3 separate regions of the Canis lupus genome follow, and all the other regions are linked to region 3. A link is a contact called in public Hi-C data. All regions are on one chromosome and are shown on one strand. Each heading gives the region's core, a stretch centred on a gene start, on an enhancer-like site or on the middle of the called end of the contact. The rest is flanking DNA. Distances are from core to core; before and after follow the strand shown.

What was found. A called contact is a pair of places that touch in the nucleus more often than the background predicts.
Region 1: a Hi-C map of blood shows a contact between it and region 3, with 3 times the contacts expected there. The contact joins the promoter of CCDC9 here to the enhancer-like site in region 3. A contact is called at or near these places in 6 of 9 Hi-C or Micro-C datasets (amygdala, blood, liver and 1 more).
Region 2: a Hi-C map of blood shows a contact between it and region 3, with 2.3 times the contacts expected there. The contact joins two enhancer-like sites. A contact is called at or near these places in 6 of 9 Hi-C or Micro-C datasets (amygdala, blood and skin fibroblasts).

The regions. Positions count from the first base shown.
Region 1 is chr1:109,421,992-109,426,512 of UU_Cfam_GSD_1.0, forward strand. CCDC9 (coiled-coil domain-containing protein 9) reads right to left here and starts at 3,098. Exons shown (of 15, transcript XM_038528460.1): 1 at 2,948-3,098; 2 at 1,248-1,321; 3 at 997-1,101. The coding sequence starts at 1,250.
Region 2 is chr1:109,590,185-109,594,421 of UU_Cfam_GSD_1.0, forward strand. All of the region lies in intron 10 of ZC3H4 (zinc finger CCCH domain-containing protein 4), which reads left to right. Among named protein-coding and RNA genes, the nearest start is that of SAE1, 22 kb to the left of the region's middle. Within about 2 kb of position 2,492, at least 2 of the 20 cell types and tissues checked have an H3K27ac peak or open chromatin away from gene starts, as enhancers often do. A contact at or near this core is called in blood, where this site is marked.
Region 3 is chr1:109,526,739-109,531,195 of UU_Cfam_GSD_1.0, forward strand. All of the region lies in intron 4 of SAE1 (SUMO-activating enzyme subunit 1), which reads right to left. Among named protein-coding and RNA genes, the nearest start is that of ZC3H4, 29 kb to the right of the region's middle. Within about 2 kb of position 1,638, at least 3 of the 20 cell types and tissues checked have an H3K27ac peak or open chromatin away from gene starts, as enhancers often do. A contact at or near this core is called in blood, where this site is marked.

The DNA.
Region 1 (4,521 bases), core at 1,848-4,347, 100 kb before region 3:
CACTGATTTATAACCCAAGCCTAGAACAATTTGTGATATACAACAGAAACTCGACATAATGCTTTTTTTTTTTTTCAAGTAAATGAATGAATGCATGAAAAATGAATAAGTGAAACCCACTCTTTCTTCCAGGTTCTTTCTTAGGAACAGCCTCATCAACTGCTCTGTCACTTGTGACAAGGACCTGGGCCACATCTTGGCCCTTCCCTTCTCCTCCCCATCTCTGCCACCACCTGTCATTGAGTCCTCCCAACAGCCCTATCCCAGGCCTGGGACCTCTTCTCCTCGCCAAGGTCCCTGCCTCAGCTTCCTCCTTGGTCTCTGGGCTCTGATATCGACTCCTCCCACCCATCACCACACAGCACCCAGGGGGCTCTTCCTAAAAGGCTATTCTGACCAGATCCCACTCCTGCTCAAAACCCTCCATAGTTCCCCAGTGCTCTCGAGAAAAAGTCCAAATTCTCAGCCTGGCTGCCAGGATCAATAGCCCTCCACTGACCTTCCAACACTAAGCTCCAAATTTCTGCACAAACTGTTCCCTCTCCTCTTTTCAGCTAGCTAACTCAGCCTTCAGGTCTCAGAATCTCTTCCTCCAGGAAGTCCTCCCTAATATCCCCCAGACTGGGTGAGGAGACCCCTCTGGGACCTCCAAACCCCTGAACTCCTGCAGCCCAACCCAGCCCACTCTGGGTCATCACTGCCTGAAGCAAGGTCTGCGCCCCCACAGGACTGTGAACTCTGGAAAAACAGGGTCAGGGCTGTCTCAGTCATAGCTATGTCCCCAGTAACACTAAGCCTAGGAGTGAAAACCCTGGCAAGTATTCATGTATGAATGATGGGATGATGGAATGAAGGAAGGAATGGCAGGCTTAGGTCTTTGGTTTTTATCCTGAAAGTGATGGGGAGCCATGAAAAGGTTTGAAGGAAGGGAGAGGTGAGCGAAACTCACTGCGGGGAGGAGAGGGGATGGGGTCTCCCAGGGCGGGGCTAGGGCACCTGGTAGCGCCGGATGAGGGCCTCATTCTTTCGCCGAAGAGCCTCGATCCTCTTGTCCAACTCAGCATCTTTCTCCTCCTTCGATTTCAGATCCAGTGTGGCTGACTGAGAGGAGGAGACAGTTGAGAGACAGTAAGAAAAACCTACACCCACTCCGGCCCCATTCGATCCAGGATCTGAATCTTGGGTCCCCTCCTCACAAGCCCCGGAACCCAAAGCTCAGATTCCAGAAACCCCACTTTCCATCTCACCATTCCGCTGGCTAGGTGGGGCCAGGGTCCCAGCAAACTTCCCCTGCACAATCTGGACACAGCACAGGGGGTTCCTGAGGGCAGAGGGAACAGAAAGAACTAAGGCCAATGCCTCCTTAGTCGGCTTCCATCTCACCCTTACTGGGGACTCCTCTCAAAAACATTTGCACATAAACACCACCACCCGCATCCCAGAGAATTCTAGCCCTCACTCCCACCGCCTTTTCTTGTACTACCTCAGCCCTGACCTGGAGAAATGTACACTCCGCCATTTGTACCCACCCATTCCCCACTTCAACACTAGTCACGCCCACCTTGGGAAAGTTCTGGTCCCACCCTACCGCTTAAGGAAACATCCAACACTGCTCCCTTCCAAAGGAAGATTCTATCTAGTTCAGCCTCCACACCCCAGTGCTGGGAGTTTCAACCCAGGGCCTCCATCTCCAGAGAGCTTCAGATACATCCTCTCATCCCCAGTCTGTACAAGAAGATTCTAGGCCCACGTTCCTGGGTCCACTCTGGTCCCGCTCCATCCCCGAGAACATTCTAAATCCACCTTTTTCCCAGGAATGTTTCAGAATCGTCCATAACTCCACCCTCAAAATACGTTCGAACCCTACGCCTACAGGTTGCCCTGACCCTGGGAGAACCCTTTAAGCCCACACCTCCCTCTGGGATGTCCTAGTCCCGCCCCCAACATCCCGAAGAAGGTGCCGCTGCCTCCGCAACAACCCCGCAAAGGAAACTGGCCCAGTACTCACTAGAGAGGCTTCCTGGGCCTGGCTCAACCACCCCACAGAACTTCCCGGCCGGCGCGCGCCTTTGCAGGGAGAAGCTCCAGCCTCCACCCTGTCGGAAAGGCCACGGCCCCAGCCCCCGCCGGGACCAACTTTGCGGCCCCGCCTTTCCCACTAGGCCTCTAACCCCGCCCACAGGCGCATCCAGAGTCAGGCCCCGCTTCAGACTTTCCCAGCCAGCCCCTCGGCCCCGCCCCCTCGCCCCAGGCAGAAGCCTGAACCCGCCCCCCGCTCCTCGCGCTAGTCCGTCGGCCCCGCCTCCGCTTTGCCCAGCCCAGCTCCCAGCCCCGCCCCCTGCCTCCCAGCCCCGCCCCCTCGCGGCAGGCTATGGCCCCGCCCCCGGCGCCCCTGGCCGAGGTCCTGGCTCCCGCGCCAGCTTCTGCGCCGACACTCTGACCGCGCCCCTGGCTCCCGCAAAACTTTCTGGCACCACCCCCCAGCATTCCCCGCCGACAGCCCTGGCCCCGCCCCTGCCACCCACAACTTCTGAGTCTAGCCTCCGCCTTCGCGTCTGCCTCGGCAGTCAGGGCCGACCACCAGGGCCCACTTCCAGCTCGGGCAAAACTTTCTGGCCCCGCCTCCAGCACGTTCAGCCAGCGCCCCGGCCCCGCCCCCTAGCTCTCCCGGCGGCATTGGTCCCCGCCCCGCCTCCCTGTGCCCACCCACGCCCCCGCCCCGCCCACAGCCCGGCCCGCCAGCGCCCGGCCCACCCGCCGCCGTCCCGCCCCGCCAGCGCGCCCCCAGCCTCCCATGTGGGCGTCCCGTCCCCGCCCCCCGCAGAGTACTCTGGCCCCGCCCCCGCGGCCTGCTCGCGGACCCGCCCGCGCCCGCGCCCGTTCCCCTCACGTGGGGCGCCAGGCCCCGCCCTCTCCGGGCGCGCTCCCGGCCCCCTCCCCCGGTCACCTGTCCCGGAGACCCCGCGGCGTCCGCGACTCCGGCTCCGTCGGCCTCCGCGTCCGCAGCTCCCGGGCCGCGCGCGTCACTTCCCGTCCGCACCACGTGAAGGGGGGAACTAAAGAGAGTCACTTCCGGTCCTGCCGACCCGTTTCCGGGAGCCTTAAAGGCGCCGCGCCCCCGCGGGTGCGGGCGGCGTGTGTCTAGGTGGTCCTCGAGAGTGTTCTGGAAGCTTGCTCCACTTGGTTTGGCCTAGATTACCTCCTTGCGGGGAAAAGAGACACTATCCTCTCCCTGGCCTCTACAGGCTCCCTCTTCCTTCCCATAAATAGGTTCTGGGCCCTGGGCAATGACTCCTGGAAGCCTCACCTGCCAGACTTGTGCTGGGGTGGGCTGGGGGGAGCCCCTCACCCTCCTGCAATGAAACCTTAGTTGTAGAAGCTTAAAATTTCCAACCGTTAGAATCTTTCCTTCATTCCGCAAATCTGCATTGAGTGCCAAGCTTAGGGGAGGTGAAGTGCCTGGGGGGAGGAGGGGAGTCAAGGCGATGCACAAGGCAGACCCCATCCCTTCCCTCAGGAGGGGAGGCACAATTACATGTGAAATAACAGAAATAGAAATGTGGGAGCTACCTTGCAGAGGGGTAGAAGGAGAGGCCTCAGGGTGAGAGGCAGGGGCTGCCCAGAGCGCACACAGCCTGTGCAAAGGCCCTGTGGTGAGTGAGCTTAGTGCATTCCAGGAACTGGAAAAAGCTCAGAGAGGAAGCCACTGGATTTGGCTACAGAAGGCAGGGGGATTACTTGCATTAACCAAAAATTCGTTGCGATGAACCTGTCGTCACAATTGATAAAAAGTGGGATCCCTGGGTGGCGCAGCGGTTTGGCGCCTGCCTTTGGCCCAGGGCGCGATCCTGGAGACCCGGGATCGAATCCCACATCAGGCTCCTGGTGCATGGAGCCTGCTTCTCCCTCTGCCTGTGTCTCTGCCTCTCTCTCACTGCGTGCCTACCATAAATAAATTAATTAATTAATTAATTAATTAAAAAAACAAAACAATTGATAAAAAGTTGGGGATCCCTGGGTGGCTCAGTGGTCTGGCGCCTGCGGTGGCCCCAGGGCATGATCCTGGAATCCCGAGATCAGGTCCCGTGTCAGGCTCCCTGCATGAAAACTGCTTCTCCTTCTGCCTGTGTCTCTGCCTCTCTCTCTCTGTCTCTTTTGAATAAATAAATAAAATCTTAAAAAAAACAATTGATAAAAAGTTTTGACAATTATAAGTGTGGGCAGACAAGATTCCCTGAGGTTGCTGGTCATTTTATCTTGTCATTTAAAACTGGCAAAGTAGGGATCCCTGGGTGGCGCAGCGGTTTGGCACCTGCCTTTGGCCCAGGGCACGATCCTGGAGACCCGGGATCGAATCCCACATCGGGCTCCCGGTGCATGGAGCCTGCTTCTCCCTCTGTCTGTGTCTCTGCCTCTCTCTCTCTCTCTCTCTCTCTGTGTGACTATCATAAATAAATAAAAATTAAAAAAAAAATCTTAAAAAAATAAATAAATAAATAAATAAAACTGGCAAAGTGGAAG
Region 2 (4,237 bases), core at 1,242-3,741, 64 kb after region 3:
CTTGGCTCACGTGCTTTTGCGTGTCTGCAGGCATGACTGTCCTTTTCCGCTGAGAGGTTTGACTTTTGGGAACTTTTTGGCATCAGTCAAGATCCATCCTGTTAAAGGAGGGCCCTGGCTATGTCCTCTGATATGAGGATCTTGGGAGCGCTTGTCTTTATGGGTCCAGAGGCCTGGGAAGGAATGCACAGGAAGTCTCAAATAGGCATGCCCCTCAGTGTCTCTGAGCAAGGGCTGCAGTTTGGGTTTAGCTTTTCTGGTGGAAATGTTGTTTTATTTTACTTTATTTGGCAGGTTAGGGGGGCATAGTTTTTTTGTGTTTTTTTTTTTTTAATTTTTATTTATTATTTATGATAGTCACACAGAGAGAGAGAGAGAGGCAGAGACACAGGCAGAGGGAGAAGCAGGCTCTATGCACCGGGAGCCCGACGTGGGACTCGATCCCGGGTCTCCAGGATCGGCCCTGGGCCAAAGGCAGGCGCCAAACCGCTGCGCCACCCAGGGATCCCCTGTGGTTTTTTTTTTTAAGATTTTATTTATTTATTCATGAGAAAGAAAGGCAGAGACACAGGCAAAGGGAGAAGCAGGCTCCATGCAGGGAGCCCAATGTGGGACTCGATCCCTTGTCTCCAGGATCAGGCCCTGGGCTGAAGGCATGTTAAACTGCTGAGCCACTGGGGCTGCCCCTGGGGGCATGGTTTTAATGTGTTTTACATGTCACTGCCTTGGCCTCAAATGCGAGTCAGCCTCTGCTTTTGCAGCAACACAGGTGGCCCAGGGTAGGAGATAGTAAGGGAAAGAGAGAGGAGTACAGGATTCTGGTCTGGGTGGGTCCTGAGTTTGGGGTCTGAGGGAGGGGCAAGGAAGTGAAATCCTGGACTGGGGAGTGTCCTCCAGCTGGACAGTAGGATGTGAGAATCTTGCTGCAAGGGGGTGGGAGATGAAGCCCCAGTTGCTGAGAAGCTGAAGTCCTGTGTGTGGGCTCTTAAGAGCTTGAGGGGAGGCCCACTCACTGGGGAGCAGCAGCACTGCTTAACCACTGGGTGAGAGCTCCAGTTCTTTCTGTTAATCGTGAATTAAGTGCCCAGTGTGTGCTGAGCGCTGTGCTGGGGGGGCAAACAGTAGCAAAGAAGTCATAGTATCCTTACCATCCAGAGCTTTTGAGTCTAATGGAGAAAGAGATGTTGGCCAGGTATTTCCATCTGTTAGGTGGTACTGAGAAAAGCATCCTGTTTACGGCAGGCAAACCTGGTCTCTGAAGGCTATCAGAAGCAGGTGTCAGGAGGCCACCTGAAGAAAGAGCCACCCTAGGGTAGAAAAGGCAGCATTGCAAGGAGGGATTGAGTGGGGCATTCTGGCTGTGAGCTTGGGAGGCGAAGGGAGCGTGGCCCTTTCAGTGGCCAGAGCCTGCCGCCCCCTCCACAGCAGGGGAGGAGGTTGTGGCCAACGTTGTTCCTGTTTAATGAGGTATAACCTTGTTAGGTTTTGCCTTCTACCTGAGGGCATCAAGTTGCCATTGACAGAAGGATCTAGTGGTGCAGAGGTGTGGCCATCTTTTTGATTGATGTTTGCTCTCTCAGCGTGCAGAGAATGGTGGGAGGGAGAGGGAAACTAGAGACTAGGTGGGAGGCTGGGGTGCAGAGTCCCAGCCAGAGGCTATAAGGGGTCCAAGACAGAGGGTGAGGGTGTGGAGGGCAGAGGTAAGCCACTCAGGTGGGAGGTCCAGGCAGTAGCTTGGGAACTGTGGGAGTGGGACCCTGATCCTGGTTTGAGGTTTAGGAAATAGAGGGTCCATCATTCACAAGAACCTAGCTTGTGGGTCATCTCCTGGTGGAGGAGGAGAAGCCAGGTGGAATGAAGTGTGATGGGGTCAAACTCATACCTGCAGCTCTGTACATAGATGGGTCTGGGAGCCTCTGCTCAGAGCGGGCAGGGCAGTAACTGAAGGTATGACAGTGGACGGGGCTTCGGGGAGGCGGAGGCAGGGTGCTGTGCAGGGGAGACCCTCAGGGGAACACCAAATAGCCTAGCCAGGCTAGCCAAAGCCTTGATTCTTTGTGCCCCCCAGGTGCCCCCCACCCTCTCACCTTTTCCATCCTCTGCTGTCCTGATGTTAAGCAACCACTGTTCTCAGGAGTCTGGGGAAGGCAGGAGGGGAGATACATGTGTTTTCCTTGCTTATTGATCCAGTGCATGTGCTACAGTGCCTAACTTCTGCTGGGCACTGTCCCGGGTTGTGGGGATGCAGTAACAAGATGAAGTCAGTCATCGGGCAGATCCTGATAGAGCACTAGGATCGAGGCACTGGAGGGAACGTATAGGGAGCCCAGAGGCTCCCTGACAGGTTGACATTCAGAGGCTTGGTGAGAGGAGGTGACACCTTGCCAGCCCCTAGGGTGAGTGACAGGAAGTAAAGAGTAAGAGAGGCATGTGCTAAGCATCTGCAGCAGCTGCACACACATAGTTGAGCCAGAAGAGGCCAAGGGGCCCGCTCACTGGGCAGGAAGTGAGCAGTGTGTGGAGGCAGTGAAGCACATGGAGTCTACCCCTGCCTGGCTCACCACTGAGAGCAGTGCTGAAAGACACTGCTGGTTCTGGGCAGTGTGTCCTGAGTTACCCTAGGCAGGTGTTAAAAGTGTGGTTCCAGTTCAGTAGGTCCCTCTGCATTGCTGGTTCACACTCAGATCACACCTTGGGGCAGTAGGGCTCTAAGAGACACATGTTTTCTATTGATCGATTGTCTTAAGTATTCTGGCTCCCTTGGAGCCAGATTCCTCCTGGGCCCTGCTGTCCCTGTGTGTAGACTATTCTGACAGCAAGGAGAGAGAAAAGCCGAGAAGGACCTGACACCCACCTGAAGGCCCTGCTCCCACCACCCACACTCCCACCCGCCCTGGGTGGAGGAGCAGGGCTGGTTGTCTTGGGTTATGCTGAGGGTGAGGTGCTGGAGGCGGAACATCTCTGAGCCCCATGTTAGGGTGCACTAAGGCATCTGTGCTGAGGTCCCTAAGATGACCCAAGCACAGGTTCGATGACTTAATGAGGGGGGCTCCCAGGACCAAGTATACAGCCACAGTGGGGAAAGGCTGGAGAAACCAGGCACCATCTTAATAGAGTCCTTGCTGCATGCAGTCATGAGGGCCGTGCTTAACTCCTCAGGTTATGGCAGCACTTGTGGAATGTTCTTGAATGCAGATGCGTGATGGAGGTTTGGTCAGTGCCCAGGGTGTGTTTCTGTGTTTCAGAAAGCACATTGTATAAACAGTTGAGAGACAGCACCTGTTACTAGTCAGGGAATACTTGGGGGGACTTCCTGCCCTGAAATCCAGCTTCCCAGACACCAGCCACAGACCAAGGTTGCAAGCAGTCCTAAGAAAAGCAGTCAAAACTGCTGTGTTTTCTCTGCATTGGATCGTGATTGGTGAGACATTCTGCTCCAGGAGTTCCATCTACCCTGTCTCGTGCTCTGTGCTAGGCCCCAGGCACAAAATAGTCCTGCCCTTGTACAGTTGACAGCTGTTGTGTGAGCCAGGAGTAAACTGGAACACAGCTACGCATAAAATCCTACAGAGCTGGTGCACTACTTTGAAGGGTGCTGATAGAATCCCAGCAGTGAACATAGAAGACCAGGACAGTCACTCTAAGGTGATCTAGAGTTAGAGACCCCAATATTGGAGCTGCATGAAGGAAGTGAAGCCACAGAGGTGTGGCACTGTCCTCTCCAGACACCTAGCCCTGCGGTCAGGCTCTGTGGATCATGGTAAGGATTTGGAGTCTGACTATAAGAGTATAGTGAGAAACCCCTTAAAATCCAAAGAGGACACTGGCTTATTAGCCATCAAGTAGGTAACTCGCTACAGCACGGATAAACCTGGCAAGCATGCCACGTGAAAGAAGCCAATCACAGAAGACCACACAGTGTATGATTCTGTTTATACGACCTGTCTGGAATAAGCAGATTGTAGAGTGGCAAGCAGAGTAGTGATTGCCAGGGCCTGGAGGAGGGGGAAGGGGAATGACTACTAATAGGTGTGGGGCCTTCTTTTGGGGTGATGGGAAAAGAAAGTTCTGGAACCAGGTAGAGGTGGTAGTTGTACAACCTCATGACTGCTTAATGCTGTTGAATTATGCAATTCCAAAGGAGGAAAACCAGTACCTTTTAGGTTTTGTATGTTTTGCTGCAAACAGGACTGGCTCCCCCTGCCAGCTGGTCACAGAGCCAATGTGACAGTGGTGG
Region 3 (4,457 bases), core at 388-2,887:
CTCTCTCTGCGTCTCTCATGAATAAATAAAATCTTAAATAAATAAATAAACAGAAAAGTCCACACTTTCTTCTTCTAATAAATTTCTAACTGCAAATAACATAATTATCAGTGGTAAGAATTTACCAAGTATCTACTATGTTCCCAATTTTAAGCATCTGAAAACAATAGTAGTTTAAAGGGTATAGTCCCTGCCTACAACTGGTTTAAAATCAGATCAGTGAAGGACACCTGGATGGCTCAGTCTAGAGTGTATGGCTCTTGATCTTGGGGTTGTTTTTTTGTTTTTTTGTTTTTGTTTTTTTTTATGATAGTCACACAGAGAGAGAGAGACATAGGCAGAGAGAGAAGCAGGCTCCATGCACCGGGAACCCGACATGGGATTCGATCCCAGGTCTCCAAGATCGCGCCTTGGGCCAAAGGCAGGCGCTAAACCGGTGCACAACCCAGGGATCCCCTTGATCTTGGGGTTGTGAGTTTAAGCCTCAAGTTGGGTGTATAGAGATTACTAAAAAAAATAAACTTTAAAGATAAGTGAAGGGCAGCCCCAGTGGCTTAGTGGTTTAGCGCCACCTTCAGCCCAAGATATGATCCCAGAGACCTGGGATTGAGTCCCACATCGGGCTCCCTGCATGGAGCCTGTTTCTCCCTCTGCCTGTGTCTGTGCCTCTCTTTCTCTCTGTCTCAAATAAATAAATAAATAAATAAATAAAATCTTAAAAGAAAAAAAAAAAAAAGGAACACCTGAAATTGGGACACCTGCCTTTGGCTCAGGGTGTGATCCTGGGATCCCGGATCAAGTCCCACATCAGGCTCCTTGCATGGCACCTGCTTCATCCTCTGCCTAGGTCTCTGCCTCTCTCTCTCTCTCTTTCTGTGTTTCTCATGAATAAATAAATAAATAAAATCTTTAAAAAATGCCTAAAATTAACTCTTAAATTCAATTAAAATTCACAAAGGAGAGATGAGTGGGACTGGAGCAAAGAGAGGATTTCACCTAAATACAAGGCTGATGTCAGCAGAGGAAAGCCTCTAAGACAGAATAAAATCATCTGACAGCTGCCAGTAGGCTTACAGATTCCATTCTGTTCATAGAGCACTTCTTCACACATCAAACATCTAATTTAACCATTAATCTTCAGTATGACCTTGCTACCTTCACCAAGACTGAGTTCAACACAAGTAATCTCCCTCCTCTCCTCCAGGCAACTACCCACAGCACATTCTTTCCCTTACTACCTTTCTTTTTTTTTTTTTTTTTTTTTTTTTTTTTTCCTTACTACCTTTCCTCCAAGAAAATTAGCCTGTCTTCCTCCTATTCAAGGCCAGCCCTCTAATAGTATCCTTGACCCATCCTGTCCTGCTTCTTCAGGGATCTCATTACATACTGAGAGACTATACTTCATAGTGCTTAAGAGTAAGGCTCTGGAATAATTTAGGTTGGATTCAAATCTTGGATTCAAATCCTGGCTGAACCACTTACTTAACTGTGCGACCTTGACCAAATATATAGGAATCACAAACAAAGTGAGGAGGTTAATAAAAACAGTACACTTACTAATCACTCTATTAGTGCTGCTCTGCTCTTCCCTCACTGAACACCCAGTCTCTACGTGGACTCTTGGGTGTGGTATCCCCAGGATTCTCAGAATCACTTCTCTTTTTGCTCTGCATAGCCCCATAAACTCACTACTTTTAGTTTCTGCTGGTACTTCTCAAATTGTTCCTATTTGTACAGATTGCTTCCTGATCTATCGGAGTCTTTTTTTCTTTTAAGATTTTTTGTTTTTGTTTTGTTTTTGTTTTCAAAGATTTTATTTATTTATTCATAGAAACAGAGAGGGGCAGAGGCACAGGCAGAGGGAGAAGCAGGCTCCATGCAGGGAGCCTGACGTGGGACTCGATCCAGGGTCCCCAGGATCACACCCCAGGCTGCAGGCGGCACTGAACCGCTGTGCCACCAGGGCTGCCGTGATCTATCAGAGTCTTATATTAAACTGCCCACCAGATTATTTTCTCCTGGGTCTTCATATTCGACTTTTTTTTTTTTTTTTTTAATCTATTGATGAGCCTACCAACCACCCATCCAATCACCGGAGTGAGAAACCTCAGTCTTTATATCCTTGTTATTTCCTTGATAGCAGCCACCTGCTGGGGTGGCTAAGCTCATGGACTTTTACCAAGAGACAATCCCTGGGTCCTGGTCATACCAACTACTGCGACCTTGGATGGGCCAGCAAGTCAATTCCCTTTCCTCAGTTTTCTTATCTGTAAGATAGGGATGACAATCCTTACATCTCAGAGTTGTTGTGAGGACTAAATGAAACGCAACTACAACTCTTAGAACAGTGTCCAGGACCTTCAGGAACTATCTGCTGCTACAATGATTCCTTGCTTTCCCTATGCTCCTGTATATAATACTACTGATTCTACCACTTAGTATTTGTCATCTCTGTGTGCTTCTTGCCTCTTCTACCACCAGTGCTATTACTTAGACCCTTTTCATCTCTCAGCTAAACTATTAAAGCAGCCATCTAAGTGGTCTTCTGCTCTGTATCTTGGGCAATCATATACAGTAACTAGTGAGCTACAGAAAGCCTGAAATGGACCAGGTCACCCACCCCAGATTTGAAACTCTAATGAATTCTGACCACCTAGAAGATTGAGTACAAGCTTACAGTAAGGCTTACTAGCAGGGGTTCATGATTTTGACCTTACCTGCAACCTGCTTCCACCCCCCACCACTCTGGGCTTCCCATTCTAAAAACACCAAATAGCACTGCTTGCTATATTCTATTTCTACCATGCTGTTCTATGACACTGCTAAGTTTCCTGCCTAAAATACAACCCCTCAACTTGAGAAATTTCTACTTTTTCTTTAAGTCTCAGCCAAGATCACAGCTCCAGGAAGCCTTTCGTGTCCCCCTACCACAACCTGAGTTAGGTAGCTGCTCTGGTTTCTGAAAAAACCTTGAGAATGGGAACCAAATCTTGTGCATCTTTGTATCACGAGTTATCTAGATGGGGCAGCCAGCAAGTACTCTAGGATATTTGATGTAAACAAAATGAAACACTCTGAAGAATTAACATCCTTGTTTTATAGATGAACAAAGAGGGTTGGCTGCCTGGCTGGTTCTATTCAATTGGTAGAGCATGCAACTTTTAATCCCAGTATTTTGAGTTTGAGCCCCACACTGGGTGTAGAGGTTACTAAAAAATAATAATAATAATAAGGAAAAAAAAAAAAAGATGAGAAAACTGAATCTCTGAGAGATTAAGTCTCTTGCCCAGCTTGAAGAGGTAGGATTTGAGTCCAAGTATGCAAAATTCCAGAGCTTTTGCACCAAGTGGCACAGTCTCCCTACGATGTTCCTAGTCAGGGAAAGAAAGCACAAGCAAACTGTGAAAGGTAGACCAACCAAAGAGTGTCCATGAATTTATGAAGTGGGAGTCAGGCTGATTAAGGTGACTAGGCCCAGGTTACATGAAGCCAGTGGTTCTCAACCCTCCTTGACTTTTACTCTATTTTTTAAAGATTTTTTTACTTATTCATGAGAGACAATAGAGAGGCAGAGACATAGGCAGAGGGAGAAGCAGGCTCCCTGCAGGGAACCCAATGTGGGACTCATTTCCAGGACTCCAGGATCACGACCTGAGCCGAAGGCAGACGCTCAAACCACTGAGCCACCCAGGTGCCCCTCTCTCTCACTTTTAGACTCACCTGGAGAGCTTTTTAACAACTCTCTCAAATATTCAAAGGACAGAGGGGATTGAGAACCACTCAGAGGAGTTAGGCTTTGCAGTGGAAAATAGGTAAGATACTGTAAGTCCTCAAAGTGAAGAGGGAAGGAATAACAGTCCGCCTGTGCACTCCACAACTGGGTGGCACCCATCACTGTCCTGACGCAAGGACAGAACCCCCATCACACACGCCTCAGTATTCTATCATTGTTTCCCATTCTCAGACTCTCCCAACCAGACGAAGAAGTCATCATCCCCACCTGATTTCATTTTCCCACACTGAGAGCCTTGACGTTGAGGAACCACCCTTCCCTATCTCTCTGCTCTAACCTCTACAGTACAAACAAATTCTCCCTCCAAATACCTCTAGGGGGCACTGTGGTTGGGGAGATGTCAAAAACTGAAAGTGCTCAGCCAGTTAATAATATGGCAGCTTGCTTGCAGGAATTTTCTTTCCTTAGGTTTTGAATTCAAGTCAAAAATCAATTTGTGGGCAGCCCTGGTGGCTCAGCGGTTTAGCGCCGCCTTCAGCCCAGGGTGGGATCCTGGAGACCCGGGATCGAGTCCCATGTCAGGCTCCCTGCATGGAGTGGAGCCTGCTTCTCCCTCTGCCTGTGTCTCTGCCTCTCTCTCTCTCTCTGTCTTTCATGCATAAATAAATAAAATCTTTAAAAAAAAAAATTTGTGACTGTGATATTAAGTAAACTAACCCATATT